Linked DNA regions of Mus musculus: region 1 is linked to region 2. The links are chromatin contacts, called in public HiChIP or PLAC-seq maps. All regions are on one chromosome and are shown on one strand. The core of a region is the stretch at or near the end of the contact, and the rest is flanking DNA. Distances in the headings are between cores, read along the strand shown.

Evidence for each region. HiChIP or PLAC-seq counts read pairs in DNA pulled down with a chosen protein or histone mark.
Region 1: an H3K27ac HiChIP or PLAC-seq map of SST interneurons shows a contact between it and region 2, with 5 times the contacts expected there. The contact joins two enhancer-like sites. A contact is called at or near these places in 3 of 15 datasets of contacts at CTCF or cohesin (large pre-B cells, pro-B cells and stem cell-derived epiblast-like cells), 10 of 484 Hi-C or Micro-C datasets (the C2C12 cell line, CD4 T cells, DN3 thymocytes and 6 more), 3 of 115 datasets of contacts at active chromatin or transcription factors (SST interneurons, VIP interneurons and embryonic stem cells) and 1 of 9 other capture datasets (embryonic stem cells).

The regions. Positions count from the first base shown.
Region 1 is chr5:140,286,032-140,293,319 of GRCm38.p6, reverse strand. All of the region lies in intron 9 of Mad1l1 (MAD1 mitotic arrest deficient 1-like 1), which reads left to right. Among named protein-coding and RNA genes, the nearest start is that of Mad1l1, 32 kb to the left of the region's middle. Within about 2 kb of position 4,724, at least 14 of the 459 cell types and tissues checked have an H3K27ac peak or open chromatin away from gene starts, as enhancers often do. A contact at or near this core is called in SST interneurons, where this site is marked.
Region 2 is chr5:139,968,161-139,974,825 of GRCm38.p6, reverse strand. Elfn1 (leucine rich repeat and fibronectin type III, extracellular 1) reads right to left here. Exons shown (of 2, transcript NM_001384186.1): 2 at 101-3,848. The coding sequence starts at 3,583. The coding sequence ends at 1,097. Among named protein-coding and RNA genes, the nearest start is that of Elfn1, 64 kb to the right of the region's middle. Within about 2 kb of position 4,440, at least 31 of the 459 cell types and tissues checked have an H3K27ac peak or open chromatin away from gene starts, as enhancers often do. A contact at or near this core is called in SST interneurons, where this site is marked.

The DNA of each region.
Region 1 (7,288 bases), core at 3,475-5,974, 320 kb before region 2:
ACTAGAAACTGAATATGGATCTTGTAAAACAAAACAAAAACAAAACACACACACACAAAAACTCAGACAGTGAGTGCTTTTAACAGCCGAACCATCTCTTCAGCCCCAAGGCTTCCCCTACCACCACCACCTCCTCCTCCTCCTCCTCCTCCTTCTTCTTCTTCTTCTTTTTTAAAGATTTATTTATTTATTTAATGTATGTGAGTACACTATGGCTGTACAAATGGTTGTGAGCCTTCATGTGGTTGTTCGAATTGAATTTTTAGGACCTCTGCTCGCTCTGGTCAACCCTGCTCGCTCTGGTCAACCCTGCTCGCTCCAGTTGGCCCCGCTTACTCAGTCCGTGCTTGCTCTGACCCAAATATTTATTTATTATTATACTTACGTACACTGTAGTTGATTTCAGACGTACCAGAAAAGGGTGTCAAATCTCATTATGGGTGGTTGTGAGCCACCATGTGGTTGCTGGGATTTGAACTCATGACTTTCAGAAGAGCAGTCAGTGCTCTTACCTGCTGAGCCATCTTACTAGCCCGAACCTTTTATTATTATTATTATTATTATTATTATTATTATTTTTTTTGTGGTAGGTTTTGGGAAGTTGTTTGTGTAAGGCTAGGAGGGTGACTGACTGAAGCATGAGGTACTGAGATTGGACATGATGCAGGACGGGGCAGAAGTAATGGAAGGATGGGGCAAAGTTAGGGTTCAGTGCCAGGACAGAGTCTCCTTAGAAGTCATACATTTGCCTACTCACATAGTCATACATGTATGTACGTATACATAAGCACATATACATACAAATGCACATAAGCACAAACACACAGCACACCCATACACATACATGACTATGTATTAGTTCAAGGATGCACTCTTTAGCTGGAGACAGCCTGCATGTCTACCTGTCTGATGTGTAACACTGTGGATTCTGAGATGTAGCAACCAGTAGGTGGCACTGCCTCCTTGATGATCAGCTTTCTTCAAGGAGGCCTGTGAGCACCTGTGGCAGCCTGTCTTGGGGCTTACTGCCCTTCCATAGGAACTTCCTCACTAGTATCAGGGATCTTGTTAACTGAGGCACAAGGGGTCTGGGTCCACTGGCTGCCTTCTTATGGACAGGCAGGTTGTCACCAAAGTCTGTGCTCTCCCTGTCTGTCTGTCCATCTGTGACCATCATCTCTCAGAGTCCTTGTCCCCTAGGGTCTGAGTGCTGATGGTGAATGGTGCAGATCCTGTGAGGATGAGGTCTGGCTACCCCGAGGGGCTCAGCCGTAGTGTGGCTGTTACTTTCCTCATTGCCGTGACAGACAGGTTATCTGACAGAATAGCTTGACTCTGGCTCCAGTGTGAGTGTATAGTCTACCAAGGTGGAGAGCGTGGTGGCAAGAGCATGGGGCAGCTGCTCACATTGTGTCCACAGCTGGGAAGCAGAGAGATGAGTGGAGGCTCAGCTGCTTTCTCCTTTTTATTGAGACCAGCTCACTGAATTGTGCCATCTCCATTCAGGTTGGCTTGAAACTCCATGGAAACACCTTTACAGTCGTGCCAGATGTGTGTCTCCTAGGTAACAGTAAATCCAGCCAAACTGATCATGCAGATTAACCGTCATACCTAGGTTAAAAGAGTGTTTTGGCCTGTGTGAGTTCCTCATGGTGTAACAGTGTTGCTCTCTGCACTGTGACACTTCTTATGTCTGAGGAGCCTAGAGTTATTAGGGGGGAGTGTTTAAGCCACTGTAAACCAGGAATCAGATGCTGAAATCTAACTGTAGATACACTGTGATGTGTCCTATGCATTGGGCCACGTGGGTGAGGAGAAATGGGCCTGTCAACCTGTGTCCAGTGCATGGAATCATGTGGGCTGGGTCAGATAGCTCTCTCTACTGTGTGTCTAGTGCACAGGGCCATGTGGGCAGGAACACATGCTTCTGTCTTCCTCTGGTGAATCCAGTGTATGGAGTCCCATGAGCTGGAGCTGACAAATTTGTATCTATTTGTGTCCAGGTCAGTAGGGTCGTGTGGACTGGGGTAAATGTCTCTCTCAGATGCATCTAGTGCCATGGGGCATGGGGGCTGGGGCAGATGGTACTGTTGTGAACGGTGTGGTTATGCACAGAGTCACATGGGGCTGAGCACACAGTGCTCTCTATCTGTGATGTGTCCAGTACATGGTGTCATGTAAGCTGGGGTGGATGTACACAGGGCCATGTGGGCTGGGGGTGGACAGGCTTTGTGCCATGGAGAGTAATGGGCAGGAAAGTGCCTGGCAGTGTACACATATGATGCTGTGGCATGGGGTCAACAGAGCCTTCTGTGTTGTGTGGCAAGTACCAGTGTGGGTAAGCCAGTGACCTTAATCCTCAGGGATTTTTTTGAAGTTCTGTGGGGGGTTGGCACAGTGTTGTCATGAGGAGCATGGAGAGTGATGACATCTTGACCTTGGTCTCTTGGGGCAGACTGTGGGAAAGGGCTTTCAGTATGGAGAGTAAATGACTGCAGACAGAAACAGCCTGCACGATGGTGTGGCTGTGGAGAGAGGCTGGCAGGATGGTTTTGATTGAGAACATTCTGAAAGCTCAGAAAGAAGGGAACCAGAGAGAAGGCACCTGGAAACAACTGCGGCGGATCCAACGCTGGTGACCCTTATGCTAGGGATGAGGCATGTGTTCTCAGCATCGTGCTCACACTGTAGATGCTGCCCCTCATGGGGATGAGGCCACATGTTCTTACCTTCCTGTTGAATTTCCTCACCTGTGTGACTAATTACAGAGCAGGTCATCCTGGGAGTGAGTAGATGCTTCCTTGGGTAAGTATGCTTGACCTGAGTTCCTTCTGGTCATCAATACCCATGTGAAGAACCAAGCATGGCTGCCTGTGCCTGTAACCTGTATCCCTAGCACTGTGAGGGGCAGAGTTCAGAGAGAGACCCCATCCCAAGAGAATAAAGCAGAGAATGACAGAGCAGGACACTTGGACAGCCTCTGCACACATGCATATGGGTGTGTACACATGCACATATGTCCCCTCCCTGCAGAAATCAGGATGTGTGGCCTGGATAGGAAAAAACTATCTGGAGACAACATAATCTTGTAGGGCTTCCAAAGTATCAATAAAAAGCTCTTTGGACCCATCAGCCAGGTCTGCAGGGTCCTAGAACGGGTGACAGTTGACAAGAATAGACGGTATTTCTGAGTACCGTGGTGACCTGTGGGAAGGACACGGCGTGTATAGTAGCATCAAAACAGTGCAGCACTGAGGGATAAATTTAACACAGCATGTCCAAGATCTGTGCTTTGCAAACATTAAGATGCAGCTGTCAGTAATTATGGATGACCTAATAATGGCAGGACGTGGTAAGAGACAGGGGAGGAGAAAATAGACCCTTCCCTCTTTGCTCCCAGGCGCCTGCTCGGCCCCGCACCCTGACACCAGATGGTTTGTTTTTTTTCTGCACAGCAAGCAGTTCTCCAGTAGATGCCAGCTGGGCGTCCTACAATCCAGCTCAGACACTGTCAGAGTCCGGGTTGGATCCCACAGGTTGAGACCTCAGACCTAAATGATTGGCCTACTAGGCTGCCTGTTCTCAATCCTAGGTTGTCACCAAATTCCAAAGACTGGCACCAAGGTGAGGTTCCCAGAAGCCCCTTGGGTTAATTTGCTAGCTGTGCTCAGAGAATGCAGAAACACCTTTATTGTGCCTGTCCATCCTTGTTTGGTTTGTGTTTTTGAGACTCATGTAGCTCAGGCTAGCCTCCGGCTCACTGAGTAGCTGATCCTGAACTCTTGGTCTTGCTGTTTCCACTTCCTCAGTACTAAGATTTTAGGCATTCACCTCTAGGTCCACTTTATATAGTGCTGGGAGTGGAACCAAGGTCTTAGGGCACACTGGGTGTGCTGGCTAGTTTTATGTCAGCTTGACCCAGCTACAGTCATCTGGGAAGAGGAAATCTCAGTTAAGAAAGGCTTCTTCATTAACCCCACAGGTTGGCCTATGATGCCTTTTCTTGGTTAATGATTGATGTCTTGGGGCCCAGCTGACTTGGGGCAGTACCACCCTGGGCAGGTAGTCCTAGTTGGTATAAGAAAGCAGGCAGAGCAAGCCGTGAGGAGCAATCCAATAAGCAGCATTCCTCCATGGTCTCTACTTCATTCGGTTCTTACTTCCAGGTTCATGCCTTGAGCCTCTTCCCTGACTTGCCTGGATGATGGACTGTGATCAATAAACCCTTGGTCTTGGTCATGGTATTTATCACAGCAGTAGTACCTAGCTAAGGCACCAGGCAAGTACTCAACACTCGTCCACCTGAGCCACGTCCTGTGTCTGTCAGCTAATCTTTGCACTATACCTGCACCAGATCGAGTGCTTGAGTCACTCCCCAGTCCTGCATGCTATGGACAGACTGATTTCTCCATGCTGAGGGACAATTACTTTGTTTCCCCTAAGTAAACAGCATTAGCATTGCTTAGATAAATTCCTAAAGGCGTGTTTGGCTTTTTTTTCCTTGGTTCAAAAGAAACTGTGTGTTTAGAATTGATAGCTGATGCCAAATTGCCCTTTGAAAAGCTGTATTTCTACACATTTCCGTCAGGGAATGGGAGCCCATGGCTTAATTGGGTGAGTATGCTTTCGAAGGTTCAAGCAGAGATGCAGAGTGAGTCACAACAGAGCGAGGAGAGCAGGCGACTTTACTGCTTGGCTTTTTAAACACTATACTTAGCAATTCAGATGGAAGCAAGAGGCTTATTAAGCAGGCTCAGAGTGAGTGTTGGACCCTCTGTAGTCAGGCCTGTGTTCTGTGTAGGGAATAATTTGCCAGTGGCTGAATGCCTCTGCTACTTGGCATCTGACTCTGTCACTTTTGTGCCTGAACCTGGCCTTGTTTCAGATCCCTCTGGGTGGTCATTATACCTGTCAGAGTGTGTGTGTGTGTGTGTGTGTGTGTGTGTGTGTGTGTGCTGAATGGCATTGAGAAGTGCTGTGGTGTGGGCCCTGGGAGGCCGGACATCTTCCCACTTCAAACTGCTGACCTCAAATCAGAGTTGGAAGCCAGCAAGTGCTGACCTCGGCTTTGCTGAAGCATCTCTAGGCCAGCCAGATGACACGTTCTGGGGACTAGCTTCCCCGATGTGCAGGCCAATTAGGGGGACTTTGGGGAGAGTGAGTGGGTAGACTCACTTCCAAGATGGGAGCAAATTGGCCAACCCAGCCCCACACTCCGCTAACCTTTCTCTGCTCAATGTTTGTAATGACCCTGGTGTCTTGTTGATGGATATCCAGAGCTTCCAGTGCTTGGAAGGTTAGCGAGCTGCTGGGTGTCTTGATGTCCTTAATGGCTGGCTTTTAGTTGAGGCCTAGCTGTGAAAGAGGGAGAGTCATACCTGCAGTGTGGTCTGTTCCTGGGCTTCAGTTGGCTTATTGCTCACAGCTGCTTATGTTGGGGCCTGTGTTCTGGAGAGGGAGGGACCCTGCTGGCTTATGTGTTTGTGGCGGGCTTTTCCTACCAGTGGTCTCAGGGGCCTTACATATTCACTCATTCCTAACAGAGTCTCCGGCTGTTTTCTGTTCTGGAGATTGTGAAGGTTTTGTGTCAGCTAGCTCATAAGTTTGATGATTTGGTACCTAAGGGAGGGGCTGGTCTTCTGAGCAGTAGGCTTTTAGTAAACACTGGGGGCGAGTGTGATGAGGGGTGTGCTGTGGTGCTTGGCTGTTGCCTCTGGCAAGGCCCTGGGGCGGCCCATTTGTGCCTGCCAGTGGGAAGCAGGGCTTCAGGACCTGTGAGGCTGGGGAAGTAGCTCTTGTGTTTCTTTGCCACTTATAAAGTTGCAGGAGGGTCTTCTTGGGGTACTGATGACTGTCTGCTTGGAGTGGATGGTCTCATCTTTCCATGGGACAGGATGGGAGATAGATGTTCTGTGTTGGCTAGTGTCATCCCTGTGCCTGTCATGTGCCAGAGCAGGGCTGGAGGCAGTGGGATGTAGAGCGTGGAGATGAAATGCTTGCTGGAGCAGACACCACACATGCACACAGGCAGCTACATGTACAGCAGGGAGTGGCTTGGCCCAACCAGTGCTCTCTGCTGTTTCTCACAGTGCCTTTGGGCCTTTCTTCCAGGTTGTGTAGATAGGGCTCATCTCAAGTGCCTGCTTTGGAGTTGATTTAGCAGAACCCAAAGCCTTGAGAGCATTGGGGATGTGATGTGCACCTGGGGTGATGTGTCAGGAGGTGGCTATGGCTGCACCCCTGGTTCACAGTTGGTTTTTGTTCCCTTCCTTCCTCTACTTTTCCTTTCTTTGGTGTGTGCATAATCATACTTATATACATGTATGTGAAGGGCAGAGCTTGAGGTCAGATGTCTTCCTCAATCATGCTCCACCTTCTTTTCTTTCCTTTTTTTAATTGTTAGAGAATTTCACATATGTATTTTGACCAAATATTCCATTTCCTTCCAGCTCCCCCTCACTATCCTCTCCCAACTTCCAGTGTCCTTTCTTTCAACCTACAGAGTCCACTTACTGCCAATGTGTGCATAGGTGTCGGGCCACCTACTGGAACATGGGTACCTTTCATTCTGCTCCCTTCCCCAAGCCCTCTGCCGCCCATGTTGGGATTTCCACTGGCTTGCTCTTGAATAAGTCTTATCCATGCAGCGAGAATCTCTGAGTGCCTAGGTGCAGTGGCCCTGCCATGTCTAGAGAATACTGCTTCACAGCAGGTACCTGTGACCTCTGGCTCTTAGGAACTCTCTAGACCCTCTTTCACAGTGACCCCTGAACCTTGGTGGATGGCTTTTGATACAGATGTCCCGTTTAAGGCTGAGTGCTTCAGTCTCTTATTTTTTGTACACCAACTAGTTACAGGTTTCTGTATTAATGGCTGTCTACCATACAAAGAAGTCTCTTTGATGAAGATTGAGGGATGAGTATGAAGATAAGTACTTATGGGGCAATTTAATACTAGATACTTCAGCAGAACGATAGTAGTAGATTCTCCTTCAGGATTCTTGATCTAGCTAACAGCATAAGGTATAACTGCATCTGTGTGGTGGGCCTTAAGTCAATTAGAAGGTCATTTGTTACACTGTAACACTTGTACTGCTGTTGCCCAGGGAGCATCTCTTGCTAGGCAGGTTGTTGTAGACAGAAGGTTTTACAGCTCAGTAAGACTATGGGTTGCTTAGCTGTCTGGTAGCTTGCACGGCACCTACCTTCATGTGCTATGAAGGCTGCTCACTAGGAATGAAGCTTTCACCTTGGTACCAGCTTGGTTTTTCTCTGTCCTATGACTCAAG
Region 2 (6,665 bases), core at 3,191-5,690:
CTCCCACTGAGCCCATCAAAGCCACGATCCACAATTGCTTGCCTAAATGGGACCCTGAACCACCACTACTACCCCAGTAAAAACCCACAGAACACATGTATTTGGATTTTTTTTCCTTTGCAGATTTTTTTTAGTAGACATAGTCTTTTTTTCTCTCTCTCATTTTACAGCAAACTTTGCAAATATAGATTTTTTTTTCTGTACAATAGAACAGCTACAGTGTACAATAAAGATGGGGTCGAGGTGGAGGGACCACACAATGTTTCCCAGCCTGCACCCCTCTTGCCACCCTGACTGGTCCCCAGGCACAGTCTTCACCTCCCCACTAGAGTCTCACAGGCTCCAGATGCTCCACCCCTCTGCACTCCACAGCCTGGGAGATCATATTTAGGGGGTGCCATGAAGCTGGCTAGACTTGGTCACATGCCCCACGCTAGGTGATTTAGTTCTTTCTTCTTTCTCTCTCTTTTATTTTTTTTAAAGATTTTCACTTTTATATATATATTTTTTAAAAAGGAAGAAAATAAAGAGAGAGAAGAAGGAAAAGGAAGAGAAGACTCAAAACAGGAAAGATAATGGAAAAACTTCCCCTCCCCCACCCCCACCCGTAAGACACAGTTTTCCGAAGTCCCATGTGTGCATGTGTGTGCATGTGCATGTGTGAGTGTGTGCAAATGTTTGTGTGTGCACGCGCACATGCATGTGTGTGCATTTGTGTGTGTGAATGTATGTGTGAGTGTAAGTGTGTGAATGTGTGAGTGTATGTGAGTATGTGAGTGTGTGAGTGTGTGTGTGTGTGTGTGTGTGTGTGTGTGTGTGTCTTGCTTGCTTGCACCAGGCAGCAGGCACATTACAGTTTACATGGAAGTTAGTATATCTACTGTCTCGGCCACCTGCGGCCTCCCCAAGCTGTCCCTGTGGGCCAGGTGCTGTATGCAGCGGCCCCTGGTTGTGCACATATGTTGGATTTAGTGTTAAGTCTCAGTCAGGGATAGCTGCTGTGGGTGGTCTATCCTTTTTGGTCCAATGGGCATCACGAGTTTCGGAGAGGACAGGGCCAGGCTTCCTTGGGCCCTGCCAAAGGGTGGAGGGAGGTTCAGGACTTGTGCTGGGCAGACACGCCTTTCCAGTAGTCTAGGATGTCATGCAGGTCCTCGTCTTTGGCAAACTGAACCTTCTTGCGCAGGGCGTGGCCAGCCGCCATGAACTCCGCATCATCCTTGTGTCTCCGTCGGCTCAGTCTGAGACGCTCCCAGATGCTTGGGGATGCCCTGCAGGTGTACTCGGGGCTGGATGAATAGCTCAGGTTGTGGTACTGTGGGGACAGCTGCGAGTAGACGAGGTCTCGGGGTCGTGGCCGGGTCAGAGGCTCCAGGATGGATGCCTTGCGGCCACCCAAGCCCTCGTGAGTGGGTGGAGGTGGTGGAGGGGCAGGTGGCTCGGCAGGGTGAGAGCCGGGGTATGAGTGCCGATGCTCGCCGTACTGGCGACTCTTGTCGGCCTCCGCCCGCAGCACAGTGGCCGCGGGTGTCACAGTGAGGATGGTCTCGGGCACAGGTGAGCTTTTTTCAATGTACTTGGTCTCGGTGGCTGGGGCCTTATGTGTGCCGGTGGCCTCAGCCCGGAAGGTGCGAGGGCTGCGTGCAGAACCGCTGGATGAAGTGCTGGCCCTCGGGGGCCCGGGCGCAGCCTCCACACTGTGGTGCCGCTGCAGGCCACCATGGCCAAAGGCATCTTTGTATACAGGGGACAGGAAGCTGTGCTTGCTGGCCAGAGGCTCGGACAGCAGCACCAGCTGCGGCTCAGCCGCAGACACGGCCCCTGATTTGGCGCCCTGGAAGGAGGTGGACTCGGACTTGAGGGCGTCGATGCAGTTGTTAATGATCTGGTTGACTCTGTCCACTTCCTTGGCAATGGTGGAGATCTCCGCTACTGAGCTCTGGGGTTCACCTGGCCGGCTCAGCTCACAGCCTCTGCGCTCCTGCGGCTCCCCCGTGCGCACTTCAATGTAGTTCCCCTTGGTGGCCTTGGGGGTCTCGCTGCTCTCCACCAGCTTATACTGCTCCACGTCACTGGTGGCGGCTGGCAGGTAGGGTATTCGAGTCACAGCCTCAGGGCCAAGCAGCGGACCCTGGGTCAGGGGAGCCAGGCCAGGCGCCTCAATCTCAGGACCATACTTAAGCTCGATGATGGTTTTTTTCAAGCTGCCAGCTGCCGCTGCCACAGCCTTCTTGTGTTTCTCCTCTTGTCGCCTCCGCTTGCGCAGGCAGTAATAGACAGCGCCCAGAACCAGTACCATACCAAAGAGGCAGCCCAGGATGGTCATGATGTAGTGGGTGGCTGTGGAGGGGCTGGGCACGGGGCCCGGTGGGCTGGGCGGCTTGGGCAGGCAGATGGTAAGGCAGGTGTGGTTATGATGGGTGCCGGAGCTGGTAGAGACCACGCAGTATGTGTAGTTGGTGAGTGTGTAAAGATTGGTGAGGCGGATCTCCTCCTGAGGCTGGGTCAGCTTGGACACGGTGAACGATTTGCTGTTATTGTACTGCTCCAGCGTGTACATGCGGTTGAACGGGCTCGGCAGCTGCACCATGATGGTGGCCGAATTTTGGGTCAGCTGCTTGACCTTCATGGAGGGACGGGCCTCTGTCTGAGGGACCAGCGTAGTCAGGATCACCAGCGGCGTGGTGCCATCTCCGGAGAAGCACTCGTCATCAGCGCAGGGCATGTCACTAGGCTCTGGTGGAGGCGGAGGTGGCGAATGTCCCGGCTGTGACCGGCCTGGCACCGGACGGGGTGGGCCAAGCACCTCAGCAGTGTAGGAGCCCTCTGTGCACACAGACTGAAGCTTGCTAAGGATGCTACGTTGGTGGCCGTGGCGGCCCTGGCCCAGGAGGAAGTAGCCTGCGTAGACAGGAGGAGACTCACACTGCACCCGGTCATGGGTCTGTGTGGCGTTGGTGAAGGCAGCCAGCCAGCGCAGGAAACCCAGCAGCTCACAGGAGCAGTAGAAAGGGTTGCTGTAGATCTCACACACCGAGAGCTTGGTCAGGCCTGCGAAGGTGCCGCTGCCCAGCTGCTGGATGCGATTCATGGAGAGATCTATGTTGACGATGTTGGGACACTCCCAGAAGGCGCTGGCCATCACCACCTCGATGAGGTTGGCCTGTAGGTACAGGTACTCGAGCTTGCTCAGGCCCCGCAGCATGCCCTCCGTGAGGTTGCGCAGCCGGTTGTAGCCCAGCTGCAGCACCTGGAGGTTGAACTGGCCGGAGAAGGCCCCGTCCTCGATGTAGCCGATCTCGTTCTTGGTGAGGTTGAGGTATGTGAGGTTTCCGAAGCGGCTCAGGGAGGCGTACTGCACGCTGCGGATACGGTTCTCGTTAAGCCGCAGGTCCACGATGGTGTTGTTGATCTGTTGGGGGATGGCCTCATAGGGTGGCTGGTTCTGGCTGCAGATGGCCAACCACACGAAGCCTTTGTCACCCTCAATCAGCCAGCAGTCACCTTGGGCCAGCCCACCCGCGTGCAGTAACGTGGCGGCTGCCACAAGTACCCACGCTGTACCCCACCCGTGCCCAGCCATCTCGGGACACTGCCTGTGGGGATGGGGGGAGGGCTGGGCAGTGGGCCCCCCCAGGGGACTTAGGGGTGGGATGGATCACTGCCTGCACTGTCAGAGATGTCCTGTCCCAAGCTGCATGACGCAGGTGTCGGGAGGGAGAATGGCTCCCTCACTGCCCGCCGCCCTTTGTCGTCCTCCCCGGTCCCAAGGTGGCCACAGCCTGTTTTCCCATGGGCCTGTGTATCCTGGTGGCTTCGCCCGGTTCCTCTGCCTGAAGTACTCTCTGCTGCAAGAGAAAAGAGAAGAGAGTAAGTCACAGAAAAAAACCACATCCAAAGTCACTGGGTGACTGACTGAAGAATTCCGCTGAGCCACCCACCACTGTCTGCTGTGAAACAGAAACCATCATGCTTGTCCCAGATCATCAGGCTGGGCTGAGAGAGTCTGAGATCATCAAGAAAAGCAGACCTCCCTCAGGTCCAGTTTCTTCATGTACAACGTGGACAAGATGTCCCCTTGAGTGGCCAGCTTAGAGGTATCACAGTTACGGAGGCACAGCCTCAGATCCGCAGGGAAACAGCCTAGAGAAGAGACTCAGAGTTCTTTAGGCAATGAGTGGCAGAGCTGGCTAAGGGCAGGGCATCCATCTCTTTGAGTTATTGGCTCTCTGCCCGGCCCCCTTGGACCGCTTCGAAGTCACTTCTCCCCAAGAAGGGACAGCCACAGCACCTTCAGAACTGCCTGCAGGGGGTGCCGAACACCCAGCCAATGCGCGGGCCTGAGGCAGATCACCTTTTTTCTGCCCTAGAAGAGGCAGGCAGGGAAGTGGCCTGGCACGCTCCTGCCATGTGGCCCAGTGAACCATCCTCATGAATCAGCTAGCTGAACTCTGAGGCCATTCATCCACGTGGCACGCAGGACTTGAAGCTGTCCCCGAGTAGCAGTGGAGGAGGAACAGCCTGCTCTACCAAGTTCTTCTGGGATGGAGGGAGACAGCAAGATGACTCAGCAAATCAATGGGATTGCTGCCAAGCCTGATGACCGGAGTTCAATCCCCAGGGCCCACATGGCGGAAGGAGCCATTCAGCTCCTACAAGTTGTCCTCTGACCACGCCCCCACACAAATACAATTAATAAAGAAATGTAAAATATTTAAAAACAACAACAAAAAAGAAGTCATTTCTAAGCTTAACAAAAACATCACCCGGTTCCCAGGGCTAGGGCCACCTCTCTACACCTCACACCCCAAATTTGCATACATGCTTGGGCCTCTCTACCTCATGTCACCCTTGGCCATGTACACCAGGACCGTGCCCTTCCCCAATTCTCAGAGCCCAGATGACATGTGAATAGGACTGTGGGGTGACAGGAAGAGACCTCATGGTAGAACTGGGGTCCTTCACACCATGCTCCCCACCCTGCCCACTTGTGGGACGGAGAAATGAGTGTTAGCTTGTTAATACAGGGATTTACAGCAGCCTCCGTCACTGCTCAGTGGCCTGGCCAGCAGCCAGCAGAGTGTATTTCACCAATATTGACAGCTGAAACTAGGCAGCACTGAGGCGACAAAAATGAGGGAATATATATATATTTTTTTCCTTTTTGCAAACACTATAAGCAGAACCTGGCTCCCAAGGGAATCCATTTCTGACAGAGAGAGATGAAGTGGACAGATTGGAGGTCCAGAGGAACCCAAGTACTACCTTGGGGTGCAGTTGCTTAGGGTCTGCTTGAGCCTTGTGCACCGGAGCTGGAAAGGGGACATAGGACAGTGGGGTGGCATGATCCTCCCCTGCACAGGAAAGCTCAAGCCGGAGCTGGTAGAGTCTGTCTTGAGCACCCTGGCCCGGGTGGGCAGAGCCTTTCTGTCCCAGCCTCCGGGATGGGTGGCGCCTGGCAAGAGATCTTAATCAGCTGTAATCTCTTGCTCAAAATAACTGAAAGTCGAGTTAAGAAGGATTACAGGCCCAAAGAGGCGCCTCGGTGTCTCTTGCAGAGTGCTAGCCTCCTACGCACACAATTGCAGGTGTGCACTCGGACATTTGCAATCCTCTGTCCTCCTAGGCACGCATGCCTGTGCTCACCTACACACATGGGACAGGCTAAGTGGGGACCCCCAGGTCCTCTTTTGTCCCCTCTGGCCTCCTTCATACTCCTTTGTCACCACGTCACGCCATGCACGGCAGTCTAGCCGTTTATGCTATGATTCAGTATAGGAAACAGCCCCCTCTCCCCATCACCTCCCATTGGACCGAGCCTGCCAGATGGTGGTCTGCTGTATGAGGGCAGAGTACGAGGAACCCTGCTGCCAGCCATGGTCTGGCCATCTGAGTCTTCCTATAGTTGTCTGCCATCCTACACCCAAGCTTGTCAGCAGCGACGGGGTCTTCAGGATGGGCAGGACTCCGTGACTGTCCCCTCTACCTTGGTCAGCAGTCCCTCAAGTAAGGAAAGATGAATCCACCTCTCACGTTGCCTCTGCCTTACAGGGACTCCCACAACCTCAGCCTCACGGGCTGCAAAAGTTTCCTTCCATGCTTAGGATCAGGGAAACTGAGACTCAGAAAGAAAGGCCCATTGTGGGTCACAGTGAATCGGCCCTTCCTGTCTAGGTCAAGGGCAGGTTGAGAGGACAGGCCCATGACACCCGGAGCCATGGACACAGAATTAGGTGAAAGAGGAGCCCAGAGTGCTGAGGCCAGGGGACCACCATGGGGAGTCGTTATCAGGGGAACAGAACATATGCCCTAGATGGGTGAGTGTCCCAGTGGGAGATGGATGGGATGCAAGCTCCTCCATCCATGCACTCACTCATTCCATAGCTCACGTATTCATATTCCCCCTGGTCTGCATCTCTCTTTGTCATCCACTTCTATACCCCCATCTCTCCTTTCACTCTGTACTCAGTAATTCAATCATCAAACCAGTCTCCAGGGTGGAGGGCAGTGTGTAGACCCTGCATGAGGGGGCTACTTCCAGGCACTGTGCTCAGTCTATCACCTGAACCAGACAGCAACGGGCCATGTTCCGTGTCAGGGTTCCTCTGCCCGGGTGTGGGTCCCTAATGTCAGAAGTGCAGCCAATGGCTATTGGATACGATCCT